2 separate regions of the Hordeum vulgare genome follow, and region 2 is linked to region 1. A link is a contact called in public Hi-C data. All regions are on one chromosome and are shown on one strand. The core of a region is the stretch at or near the end of the contact, and the rest is flanking DNA. Distances in the headings are between cores, read along the strand shown.

Region 1 (6,399 bases), core at 2,722-5,221:
TGATTAGTAGGTTTACATATCTCTGTATAAAGATGATACATGGTGTTTTGACTGAAAACGGTATGATTATATGGGTTGCATTTCTTACCATCCAGCTCAACAATGTAGACTCCTTGCCAACACCATTAAAACGTTCCTTGATAAATTCAAATCGTTGAACCTGCGTCAACTTCTTAGGTCCTGCAGTTCCAGAGGGTTGCACAAGCCATAACTGGTATTGAGAAGGCAACCTATTTTTCTTTAAATATCCATACATTTCTAGCATTAAATTACTTCTAAGTAAAGGTATTGATTAGACCGAAATGCGGGGCAGCAACCGACCGTTTCCTGCATCGCTTTTATTAATTTCAGTCTCCCAGTGTTTCCATTGGCGAATCTGTGCAATAGAACAGTGTTGAAGTTAACTTGCGAACAAAATCAATCAGCGGTAGGCCTCTCACCATGTCTCCCCTAGCCATCTTTTTGAGTGCATGAAAATTGACATGACCAAACCGTGCATGCCAACGCCATGCCTCATCTTCTTGAGAAGCTAGCAAACAAATGGGTCTCACCGGCTGTATGTTCGGTACGTACAACCTATTTTTGGCATGCTTGACCCGGGCCAAGATATTTCTCTGCTGATCTAACACCACCAAAACTCCATTTTCCGCAGTATACTTGCAGCCAATTTCATCTAACTATCCCAAGCTGATTATGTTGCCTTTCAGACAAGGGATGAAATACACGTCAGTTAACACTCGGTGCTCTTCACTCTGAGTTTTGCATCAATACTGAACCCCTTCCGCAGATCTCTACAGAGGAACCATCACCAAACCTTACCGTGCCTTTCACCGAATGATCCAGCTCGGCAAACTTTTCAACACACCCTGTCATATGATTGCTCACACCGGTGTCTAAATATCAGCACACATTTTGCTCGCCGGTCAGCTTTGGGAACGCCAACGGCAACGGCGGCGCAGTCAGTGTCGATGGGGATAAGGCGTCTGGCCCAGGGCCAGGAGCAGCCGGAAATGTCCACCCCCGAGCCACTGCTAAATCCAAGCCACGCAGGAAAAGTGAAATGGGGCTTGTGCCATTCTGACGTCTCTGTTTGTCAAAGGAAATACACAAAAGAGAGTGGGGAATTCGTGGCGTTCAAGCATTTCAACAAACACTTAGTGGTTATAGCCCATCCTTTTCTAGACATATATCTGCAGTCTACAAATCTAAACATACCATTTAACTGGTGCTAACCTTAGCATACGGTAAGTTCATCATCTCACATATTCCAAGCAAAGTCTACAAATCCACAACTCATGCTCAAGGCACTTTTAACTGCACACTGTTAACACAAATTCATCATTATTCTAATATAGCCGTGAACATCCCGAATATATAGCATGTGACCATACGCCAGTGCACTTCTCACAGGATGTACCCAAAAAAAGGGTGATGGTTGAGGAATATGGCAGTAGAGCAACTGAAGGCATAGTGCGCCTAATACCCAAATCACATTCACATCCATGAGTTACTCTCGGGAAAAGGTTACATCGTACCATGTCCATAAGCTGAGGTTTCGTGAATGCGACACCATTTCTGATTCTACAGTATGTTGTGACATCATAGCATGGATCAAGAAACCCTAACGTCTCTGCTCTCAAACAGAAAAAACAGAGAAGAGCGTTGAATTGTTGCCGTTGGAGCATTTCAACGAACACCTAGCAGGCGCTTGCGAATCCCACACCTAGACAGGCACCATATCGATCGTGACCGAAGCGGCAACAAGAATCACAAGGCCAGGAGGCAGGGGAGGGACAACCGGGTGACTAACTTGGCGACGATGCAGTCCTCGAGGTGCTTCTCGCCGCTGCCGACCCGGTCCATTGCTCGCTTGCGGCGGGGCCTGCTGTCGTGACGCGGCGGCGGATCGACCTGCGTACGACCGGGCGGCGGACAGAGGAGGCGTGCTGGGGGTACGGAGGACGGAGGTGGCCGGATCTCGGAGGCGGGGCGGGGACGGGGGCGGCCGCGGCTGCGGCGGAGGGTGGAGGGAGAAGGGTCGGGGGCTCGAGGACGGGAGGGAGGAAGGAGGAGGAGGCCGAACCTTCACTTCAGCCAGCCGCGTCTGCTCCGTAGCCAGTCGCGCGTACCTCCCGCGAGAGCAGCGCCGGCAGGCGAACGCGCGCCATGGACTCCGCCGCTCCGGCCGCCCCAGCGCCACTCCGCCCCGCGCGGTCCCGGTCGTCCGCGCAAGCCCGTGTCCGCTGGCCTCCCGCGCCGCCCCGCTTCGGCCCGGCCGTCCGCGTCGCCACGCCCGGCCCTCTCCGCCTCCGCGCGCTCGCACGGTCCCGGCCGTCCGCACCGCCCCTGGCCGCTGGCCTCACACGCCGCCCCGCTTCGGCCTCCGCCCGCCCCCTCGGCCTCGTTTCGCCGGCGAGAAGGCCCCTCCGGAGGCTCCCCGAGCTCCATCGCCTCCTTGCCTGTCGGCCCGACGGTGGAGAAGGGAATGGATAAGCCATGATGCCCGTTGAAATTCTTACAAATGTAGGAGGCTTTTTGAAACAATGAAGCGTTCTCTCAGATCCACTTAAGAAAGGACTGCGGGTTGATTTACCAAAAATAGGAGGGTTTTTTTTGCAAACATGCCACGACGGACGATAGAAGAGATGCGTGCTTTATTATTAGGGGAGATAATAATAATAATAATAATAATAATAATAATAATAATAATAATAATAATAATAATAATAATAATAAGAGGTAGTGTGAATCAGCTAGGGTTGCCTTTTTCAAGCAAGTAAACTAGCGGTTTCACCTACCTTATAATGTTGCACACATCTTGAATTGTAAGTAAGGATCAATTTAGGCTTAAGGTAGAGGTGCTCTTTCTATCATATCAGATTATAGTAAGGAGATGGGCCTTCTCGTGAGATCTCTACATCAACATTATACTTTGTGTGCATAAATGTACATGTGTGTGTATGTGATTTTGCTCAATGTTTCTAAAGACAGAAAATCTATTTATTTCTAATAAAATGTAGTTTACCAATTTTCTCTCTCTTATCCATCTAGTCTAGAGACTAGAGATCCGGCAAAGACAAAAACTGACCTAGATCTTAGTCTTCTTTTTAGTACCACCTTCATATTTTTGTGTCTAACTTTAAGAATTATTTTTATCCATAAGAATGAGTTATATGGCACAAAAAGTATGTCATTGTATTGACATTTCAAAGAACTTTCATATGATATATATTTTTATCACATGTAACTCATATTATGTTGACTAAAATTACAAGTCAAAGTTTGTCGAAAAAACATAATGACCTTGTATATAGAAATGGAGGGAGTAACACATTTAGAGTTTTGAATAATTTTTATTATTTTTCTCTCTAGTGCATATAGAAGCACACAAGAAATGCATTTATTTATGGGTTACATGAAGAAGACAACTATATGGCTCTATAACAAACAATCTGTGCGCGAACCAATATGTGATTGGATGATAGGATGACAGTGGTATCTTCACCTTATTTCAAAGTTGCATGCGATGCGCGTTCATACGTTTCACTCGACAGGGATACGTTTTTAATGACTTTATCAATGCACTGTACTGTGTTGAAAATATATATTAATTTGTGCATAAATTGTTTTTGAAACATTATATACACATAATATGTTCATTTCTTTGCAAAAACATGGTATGCCCAGGCGTACATGTGAGATTGGTTTTAAAATGTTGTGAAGCCTTAAAATATTATTATTATTATTTTGTAAGGCTCGTAGGCACCCCGCTGATCCAGCATCAAGTTTATTTTTGGGCATGGGGCCAGTGAGGAGGTCAAAAATTTCAATGCAGGCCAGCAAAAGAGGTTGGAATAACTCGACGCCGTAAACCAAAAATAATGGCGGATCGCTCTCCCCTGGATCGACAAGAAAATTCTCTCTCTTCCCTCTTTTAATAGCCGGATCCCTCTCACAAACCCCTTGTATAACCCCCCCCCCCCCCCCCCCCCCCACACAGCCAGGTACAGGTCGAAACAGACAACCAGGAGCGCCCAAGAAGCGGTGCAGGAGGGATCCCGGCCTCTGTAGCAAAGAAAACAATCCATCCACCTGTCCTCCTCATCGAGATCTCGCACGGGGTGGTGGTCAGCTGAGCCGACTGGCCATGGCGTTCAGGGCGTGCCTCCCGTCCCACAAGGCCTCGCCGTCGCCTTCCGTCGCGCAGAGGAGGGCCGGTAATGGGCCGCCGCCGGTGGTCGCCATGGCCTCCACCATCAACGAGTAAGCAGATCCTCTCGCCCATGCCTGATTGTGGCGGAAATGGTTTCGTGTATAGTGTGATTTGGGTTGGTGGGAGGGGTTTCTGTAGACTCTCGAATTATTTTTGTGATCTGGGGTGGCGAGATTTGTGATCTAGAATTGGCTGCTTGGAAGATAGGCAAACACTTACCCCAATGGATCGGATCAAATCACGACAAGAAGAAAAACCTAACTATTTGCGGTTTGTTTTCCGTCTTCTCCTTCTTTTTATGTTGAGATCCAGGGCTTTTCGCTCGGTGTGTTTTGTTATCTTTTATCGTGGCTCTTGTCTTTGAATTCATTTGCTGATCCATTTGATAACGAGCTCCTACCTACGATCTGAATGGCTGCTAGTTCGTGACCAAAATCGGTTTGGCGATCTAGCCCGTTTGCAGAAGCGCATGTGCGATCAAAATCCGGTTCCTTTTTTCTGTATATTTCTTTTTTTGTAACGACGATATATCTACTGGTTCTCAAATTGATTGTGCATGAACTCTTTTACTAAGAAATTCACATTAAGTAGTTGCTTGTCATAACCAAAATCCTATGTTATTGATTTGAAGGAATTGCTTGTGCAGAAACAATAGATGGTCAATGTAAGCAGGCCGTAGAAATCCAGAATTCTTTGGATGGTCAATTCAATCAGGCCGTCAAAATTCATAGTTGTTTCGATGGTCAATTTAAGCAGGCTGTAGAATTCCAGAGTTGTTTGGATTGTCAATTTAAATTTATGCAAGTTGTTCTTGTTCAAAGTTGTTTTCCAGTGGTCTTCGAGGAGTTTATGTCATGCAGGAAGCGACTTGTTAGCTGTTGAGATCTGAACTTGTTCAGACATGTTGATGGGGATAGACTGATAGTGAACAATAAAACGCTTGATTTGCAATTATGATTTGTGCAATTTAGTTTCTGCTGCTCTTGTGTTCTTGTAGTATCAGTTTTTAAATAAGTCGTAGTCTAAGAACAGAAATTTACACTCCCCAGTGAACAGAAATTTACCAATGATGTTTTAGGGTATTGTAATCAATAATACAGTGAAATATGAGTGCTCAGACTGTTCACTGGAGACATCAAGATGAATATAGGAATTATGCCAGTACAAAGAAACACCGATTTTTTGTTTGTCATCCAGTTTAAGATAATTTGAGTGGTTTTCCGTTGATTGTGTTTTGCTTAGTCAATTTTTGCATCGAGTTACTCTTTTTAGTCAAATTACCTGCCCTGTTTATGTATGTACATGCAGTTGTGTGGCACCTCAAGCTACTTAATCTCGCTTCACCGGAACCTTACATGTTTTTAATATATGGCAGTAGCATGTTTAGTAAACACTGTTTTGAGCATGTTTGGTAAACACTGTTTTGAGTTAAAAGTTTCTATGCGAACATCAGGGGCCTTTGTTCACCATGGCCTAAAGGAACAGGCTCATTGTGTTTCCTTGGCCACTTTAATTTGATAGAAGAAGCATGGAAATTTCCAGAATAGAGATCTTATAGTAGATAGATTAATATGAGTTGCATCCATATGTCACCTTAACAAGTACAGTACATCCATATGTACTGTGCAGTGCTCCTTCTGGATTGTACTAAATCATTATGTTACCTTTCCTAGGGTCAAAACTGCCAAAAAGCCCTATGCTCCCCCTCGCGAGGTGCATCTCCAAGTCATGCATTCACTACCAGCACAAAAGCAGGAGATCTTTGATTCACTTCAATCTTGGGCTAGGGACAACCTATTGAACCTTCTGAAGCCAGTTGAGAAGTCATGGCAGCCACAGGACTTCCTACCAGACCCTTCTTCCGAGGGATTTTATGATGAAGTAAAAGAACTGAGGGAGCGGGCAAAGGAAATCCCTGATGACTACTTTGTTTGCCTAGTTGGTGACATGGTTACTGAGGAAGCCCTTCCTACCTACCAAACAATGCTCAACACCCTTGATGGTGTCCGAGATGAAACTGGCGCAAGCCCAACTGCCTGGGCTGTTTGGACAAGAGCATGGACTGCTGAAGAAAACAGGCATGGTGATCTTCTGAACAAGTATATGTACCTTTCAGGACGGGTTGACATGAGACAAATTGAGAAGACTATACAGTACCTTATTGGTTCTGGAATGGTAAGAACTAC
Region 2 (6,178 bases), core at 639-3,138, 490 kb before region 1:
TGAACCTCTCTTCGGTGGGGGATTTTCTGTCAATCAACTTTCACTTGTTGCAGTCTTTGAGCATTTCCCAACAATGCTCTAGTTTAAATTTTTTTGCCTTCTGAAGCTTCTGTGTCTTTGTACCGGTGTTGGGCAATTCTTTCCTACACAATTAAAACAAAGTCAAATGTTGCAACCATTTCACATGATGCAAATGGTGTGCAGAACGTGGAACATGAAAACAAACTCACATAGTCGGATTTCATGGTTCCACTTGAAGGAGCATTGTGAACTTGTTCCAAGCAAGTTGCCCAACAACTACAAATCAGCTTGATCTCGTCCCAGCGACGTTGGAATGACCGAAAGGTCCGTGCTATCCTATTGGGATACTTAGCCATGAGTTGGAAGTACTCATCTTCAATTCTTTGCCAATACCTCTTGACGGTTTGACCCACACCCGTGCAAGCATCCATAAACATCGTACTTCAAGCCTTGATCAAGATTTGATCTTTCAAAAGATCGTGTAGTTCTTCGATCTCACGCTTTTTTGCTTGCGATTGCTCATACGTCCCCTCATCTACCTCCCCCACCTCATATTCACCATCTTGGTCATCCACGCCACCCTTCAATTCATTGTAATCGAAACCAGCGATCGGGGCTTGATCGATGTCGATGGCGTTGGTGTCCAACAAGTTCAGGAACTCGACATCGGCATTGTTCGAACCACCGCTACATTGAGTGACATCACGTCACGAGCTACCACTTTGGCGGAAAAGTCAAGCAAGAATAAGGGAGGGAAGATGCATACCTTCCGGGCATTTCATCCAACACCTCGTCTGCGGTGGAAGCAACACTGTTGAAAGGCACCGTCGGGAACATCTCGTTGGGGTGGAGGGAGTGGACGAAGGCCTTTTCGTAGGAACCTTCTTTCGCTTCACGCCCGAAACCTTGCTCATCTTCTCCACAGAAGGCCGAGCAGATCGCGCAGCAGCAGCGACGCCCGACGCGCGTTACTTTCCGACGGGGCTAGCCGGATTGCCGCCCTGCACGACCACGTTGCCTTGGCGCTTGCGGGTAGGCGCGTTGGTGCCTTGGGCGACGACGGGGGCGACATGGCCGGCGACGAGAGCCGTCAAACGGGATTGCGCGTGCGCGACCTCCACGTTGACTTGAGACGGCTAGGAGGCTTCCGTGACGGCGAAGAATGGCGAGGAAGAAGTTCCGAAGCGCCTAGTGGCGGGGCAATGGCTGCCAAGGATGGGGGAGTGGGGAACAGCCGCTCGAAAATTTCCCTCGCGCCAAATCCCGTTGCGGATAAGGGGCGAGCTTGGGTCGGCCTCCCACGCCGTGAATTTAAAGGTTGAGGGCGATCTTTTATCGCGCCCCGAAATTTTTGTACGGATCGGACGTGTTTGCACGATCTCTTCTTGCAATATTTTTTGCTTTAATTTATACTTTAACAGTTATTTTGCTGATAGGATATTATACGGGGTTTCATAAAGAGGGTGTGAGAGCAGGAGTCGGTAGGTGGAGCCAACGGCGAGCAAAGACTCTGTCAGATCGGCACAGTCGGTCCAAACAAGATAAACGGCGCACATTAATCGGTCGCTTTACCATGATGGACGTTATCGTCAGCTATAGATCCTTGGTATTTGCTGCTATAGCTCCATTGGATTGACAATTTCGTTGGCCGGCGAAAGGCGCCCATGCTTCATACTTCCTCTTAAAATAACTATCTTAACTTTGTACTAGAACTAGTATAAAATTGTATCAAGTTTATGACATTTATTTTGGGACGGAGGGAGTATTTGCTGGCTTCCTTGATTAGCTAATTATACACGACAGGGTACGTGCATGCACGTAGTACAGTTAGTACATTAGCACAGGCATCAACTATTCGTTGTACGGGTGTACAGAGAAAAAACTATTCGATGTACGGGGTTAAGTTTGGATGGCGACACAATCGAGGAAAATGATGCCTGGATGGAGTTCCATGCGAGATTAAATTTCGCATACTCCATCCATCCATCGATGTGTACTCAGTCCCACGTATCGCTCAGTGGTGGTAACTTGCCAAATACGACAAGGATGGACAGACCTGACCATACGCTCACTCAAATCGTACCATGATGAAAGGAGGGCCCACGTCTAGCCACGAGCATGAGCACTAAACGTGGACTCCAAAGTCCCAAAATTCTTGTCTTCGATTTGTCTAGATATGAATGTATCTAGTCACGTTTTAGTATTTAGATGCATTCATTTCTAGACAAACCTAAAACAAAAATTTTGAGACGGAGGGGGTAATTGGTTTCGTTGCGACTAGTATCTTTCGACTTTTATGTGTCGACTAAGTCGGAACAGAAAAGGAAAACAAAGTTGGGGCCGATAATAGCCGACTCTCAATACTAAGCACCTACATGGAGTATCTCTATACAAATATATCCCTACCGCAGGTACTTTCTTCGCGCCAAAATAAATGTCTCAATCTTAATACAATTTTATACTCCTCCGTTCAAAAATATTTATCATAAGAACGAATGTACCTAAATATATTTTCGTTTCATATATATATCTTATTTATTTATTTATATGACAAGTAATTTCAAACGATGAAGTATTAGAGCCATCTTATTTTAAAATGGGGATGTACTAAAGAAGTGTATTTTTCTGTCAAAAGCGCGAACAGACAGCGAATACACGTGAGTGTCTTCAACATGCGGCTTAAAAAATGTAGCCAAACCCGCGAAGGCGATTTGCACAAATATGAAGTATATCTATCCACATGTCATCATTCCATTTGGTTAGTGCTTTCCAAAAATACTCATCGAATCAAAATATTGTTCATGTCAAATAATGGACCTTAATAACGTGCGATTGTTTGTCGTGGGGATACCATTTGTGAACGTTTTTGCTGGCAATTCCTTGAGAAACGCTTGACAGTTTTTTTTAGAAAAGGTAAGGAAAGGCGAAAATTGACATAAAAACATTCACTTGTCATCCCCTCATAGGGGAGCATTCGTTAGTGTTTTCGCAAATAATTTAGCTATTGTTTGATGTGTTGTCAATTTGCCAACGTATTTGTCATTTTCTTTGGTATTTTGTCTTTGTTCACCCCTTGCCGTCTCCTTAGGTCATCTTCCACGCCATGCATTAAATCAAAGACATCAAACTCTCAAGGTACAATCGGACGTGTTTGTGAACAACGATAGCGGAGCCGACCATCCAACCCAGTGTACCAAATGTTTGTCTTTATTTTTCTGTGTTCGGAGTATGTAACCAAGTGAATGTAATAAACTCTTATAACCTTTATTGACCAACCATCCGTAGCCAACGTCTAAGCTAGCTTATATTGGATATTAGCTGACCCACTTGATTCGTTGATGGTCATTTTCTTGAGAAGTGCAGACTATCCACAATGGGAAGTAACATAGAGTAGTAACATGCATATGTTACTAGTCTAAATTACTACCTCCAAAGTGGATAATAACAAAAGGGATAGTAACATCGAGTCTTTCATTTATTAGCTTATAGACTTATCTTGTCTTGGTATGTATGATGTTACTCATAGTATGAGTAATAGCTATGTTACTTAATTTCTCTCTCTTCCCATTAATTAGATGTCACATCATCTTTGTTTTCTTAGGTGGCATTTATATTACTACCTATGTCATTCTCATTGTGGGTAGTCTTAATCTCCTCAATGAGAGGTTCGTGCATGGGTAGATCCATGTTGGTGTCGAAAGCACCGTCACCACCTCTGATAGTCCATCTCGAGAACCAGCTTCTGGATGCTAGTCTCGATGGTTAGATGTGAGACCCACCGACATGCAATCAACTCAGCGAGCTTCGGAACACATGAAAAGACGGCAAAATGGCAGGCCCCACCAAGGAACTCATTTTTTTGAAAATAGTTCTACAGTATATTTTATAAATAAAAAATACAGGTACAAGGATCATATTGATCCTAGAAAATAAAATAAGAAAGTTAGCCAATGCATGTTCTTGTAAACATTAAAAACAAAAAATTGGAAGTTATTGTGCACCCACTTGTTGAATTCTCGAGAGTGCTTCTTTTTTATCTTATGTTGAAGGAGCTCGAGGTCTTGCTTGAAGTGAAATATCCAAGATTGAATTGTGTGCTGAATTCCTGTGAAGATTTTGTCATTTGTGTCATTCCAAATTGTCCAGCAACCCAAAATAACATTTTCTGGTGCAAAAGCTTTTGGGAGTTGATCAATTGCAAATAAAGTTTCCTCATAGAGGGAAGTCCCTCTTTTCTTATTTGGAATTAATGATTTCCAACAGTTCTGGGCAAAGACACAATCCGAAAGCAAATGTAGGTCTGTTTCTTCAACATTCTGATTGCAGAGAGGGCAGAAAGGATTATCAAGATGCATTCCTTTTCTCTATATATAATAGTGATATAGTGTTTATTCCGCAATGAGCCACCAACCAAAAGAAAATCTTATGTTTGAGTCTGCTAGATGTTCCCCAGATTAGTTTAAAGATAGGATGCCCAATTTGAGCCCCCATGAGAAATTTGTACATCTTCGTAGATGAATATCTGTTTGCCAATCCATTACATATCCATTTCTCCTTTCCTTCATGATTGAGAATGGGCATCAAATCCCCCAATTGCAAAAACTAATCATAGGCCTGAGTGGTCATGGGTGTGTGAAAATGCTCAACCCAGTTTTTAGATAGACTGAACTCATGAACAAACAAGGATCCCTTGATGGCATAAGAGTGGAGTTCTCGGAGTTTTTGTTCCAAAGGTTCAGTTGCCCAATTATCTTTCCAAAAAAGAATTGACCGTCCTGAAGAAATCTTGCATGTACTTGCAGCTTTGAATTCAGGAAATAATTTCAGATGAGCTTTCCACCAGAATGAGCCCTCCATCTTCTCAAAAGGAACATAGTTGTTGTAATGTTTCTCCCAAATAAAATTGACCCATGGAATGTCCTCCTTATTAAGAAATTTATACAAGTTTTTCATCATGAGGGCTTTGTTATGAGTTAGGACATCTAGAATACCAAGACCTTCTTATTCTTTAGGCTTGCAGACTTTAGACCAAGCAATCAAGATAGTGCCTTTGTTTGTCCTTCCATATTTTCTCTAGAAGAAGTGCTTGAGATATTATTGATTTGCTCTGTAACCCCAATTGGAAGAGCAAGGGTGCACATGAAGAAAACTGGTTGGGAAGCAAAAAAATAGACTAGATTAACTGAAATTTACCATCATATATGAGCAATGTGGAACACCGAGAGAGCCTCATTTCAATTATTATAGGGTTGAAATCTTCAATTTTCATCCCGGGGGTGCTCATAGGGAGTCTCAAATATGTAAATGGGAAAGATCCTTGTTTGCGGTTTAAGATAGATACCAATGAAGTCATTAGAGATTCAGAGACATTGATTGGCACAATGATAGACTTGTTGTAGTTCACTTTTAGTCCAATGCAATCAACATAATGAAGGAGCGTGTTTTTAGTGTGCATGAGCTGGGATGGAACTGCTGCAAGGACAAGAATGGTGTCATCAACATATTGGATCACAGGAAAATCTGGACATGATGAACTAGAGATTGGAGGGCTAATTAGTTGGTGATCCATGGCCTCATTCAAGGTAGTCTGCAATAGATCTACATCAAGAACAAACAGAAGGATGTCAGTGGGTCTCTTTGCCTGATTCCTCTTTCGTAGTGAAACTTTTTCCCTGGAACTCCATTCAGCAAAACAGTAGAAGTCCCAGAAGGTAGGATCAAATGAATCCAAGATAACCATTTATCCCCAAACCCCCTTGCTCTCAAAATATCAATAATTGCTTGAAGATCAATCATGTTAAGAGCCTTCTCAAAATCTAGCTTAAGGATCACAGTGGGCTACTTTGAATGTTGACATTGTTGAAGTATTCAAATGTCCAAGTCAGGCAGTCTTGAATAGATATATGTTTCAAGAAGCCATATTGGTTGATGTGGACTAGATTAAGAATAACTTTCTGGAGTTTGTTGGCAAGCAATTTAGTGATAATCTTGATGGAAGAATTCAGTAAGGATATTAGCCCGAAGTCATCATCATGATCACATATGATTACCCCACCGCTTGCGAAATTCTTGTGTCTATCTCTTGCGCCATTAGTATTTGCTTTTATCCAATCCTCTTACGACAAACACAACTCCTCCTTTGGCATGGATACAGGCC

The links. Hi-C and Micro-C count contacts between places; a contact is called where the count stands out from the background.
Region 2: a Hi-C map of seedling shows a contact between it and region 1, with 3 times the contacts expected there. The contact joins the enhancer-like site here to the promoter of LOC123426508 in region 1. A contact is called at or near these places in 5 of 6 Hi-C or Micro-C datasets (leaf, seedling and an unstated tissue) and 1 of 1 datasets of contacts at active chromatin or transcription factors (embryo).

What each region holds. Positions count from the first base shown.
Region 1 is chr2H:425,615,929-425,622,327 of MorexV3_pseudomolecules_assembly, reverse strand. LOC123426508 (stearoyl-[acyl-carrier-protein] 9-desaturase 5, chloroplastic) reads left to right here and starts at 3,971. Exons shown (of 3, transcript XM_045110348.1): 1 at 3,971-4,263; 2 at 5,887-6,388. The coding sequence starts at 4,148. It overlaps LOC123430196 (MLO-like protein 1), which reads right to left and starts at 285. Exons shown (of 8, transcript XM_045114086.1): 1 at 89-285. The coding sequence starts at 265.
Region 2 is chr2H:426,102,656-426,108,833 of MorexV3_pseudomolecules_assembly, reverse strand. No RefSeq gene overlaps it. Among protein-coding and RNA genes, the nearest start is that of LOC123426509, 290 kb to the left of the region's middle. Within about 2 kb of position 1,888, at least 3 of the 3 cell types and tissues checked have open chromatin away from gene starts, as enhancers often do. A contact at or near this core is called in leaf and seedling, where this site is marked.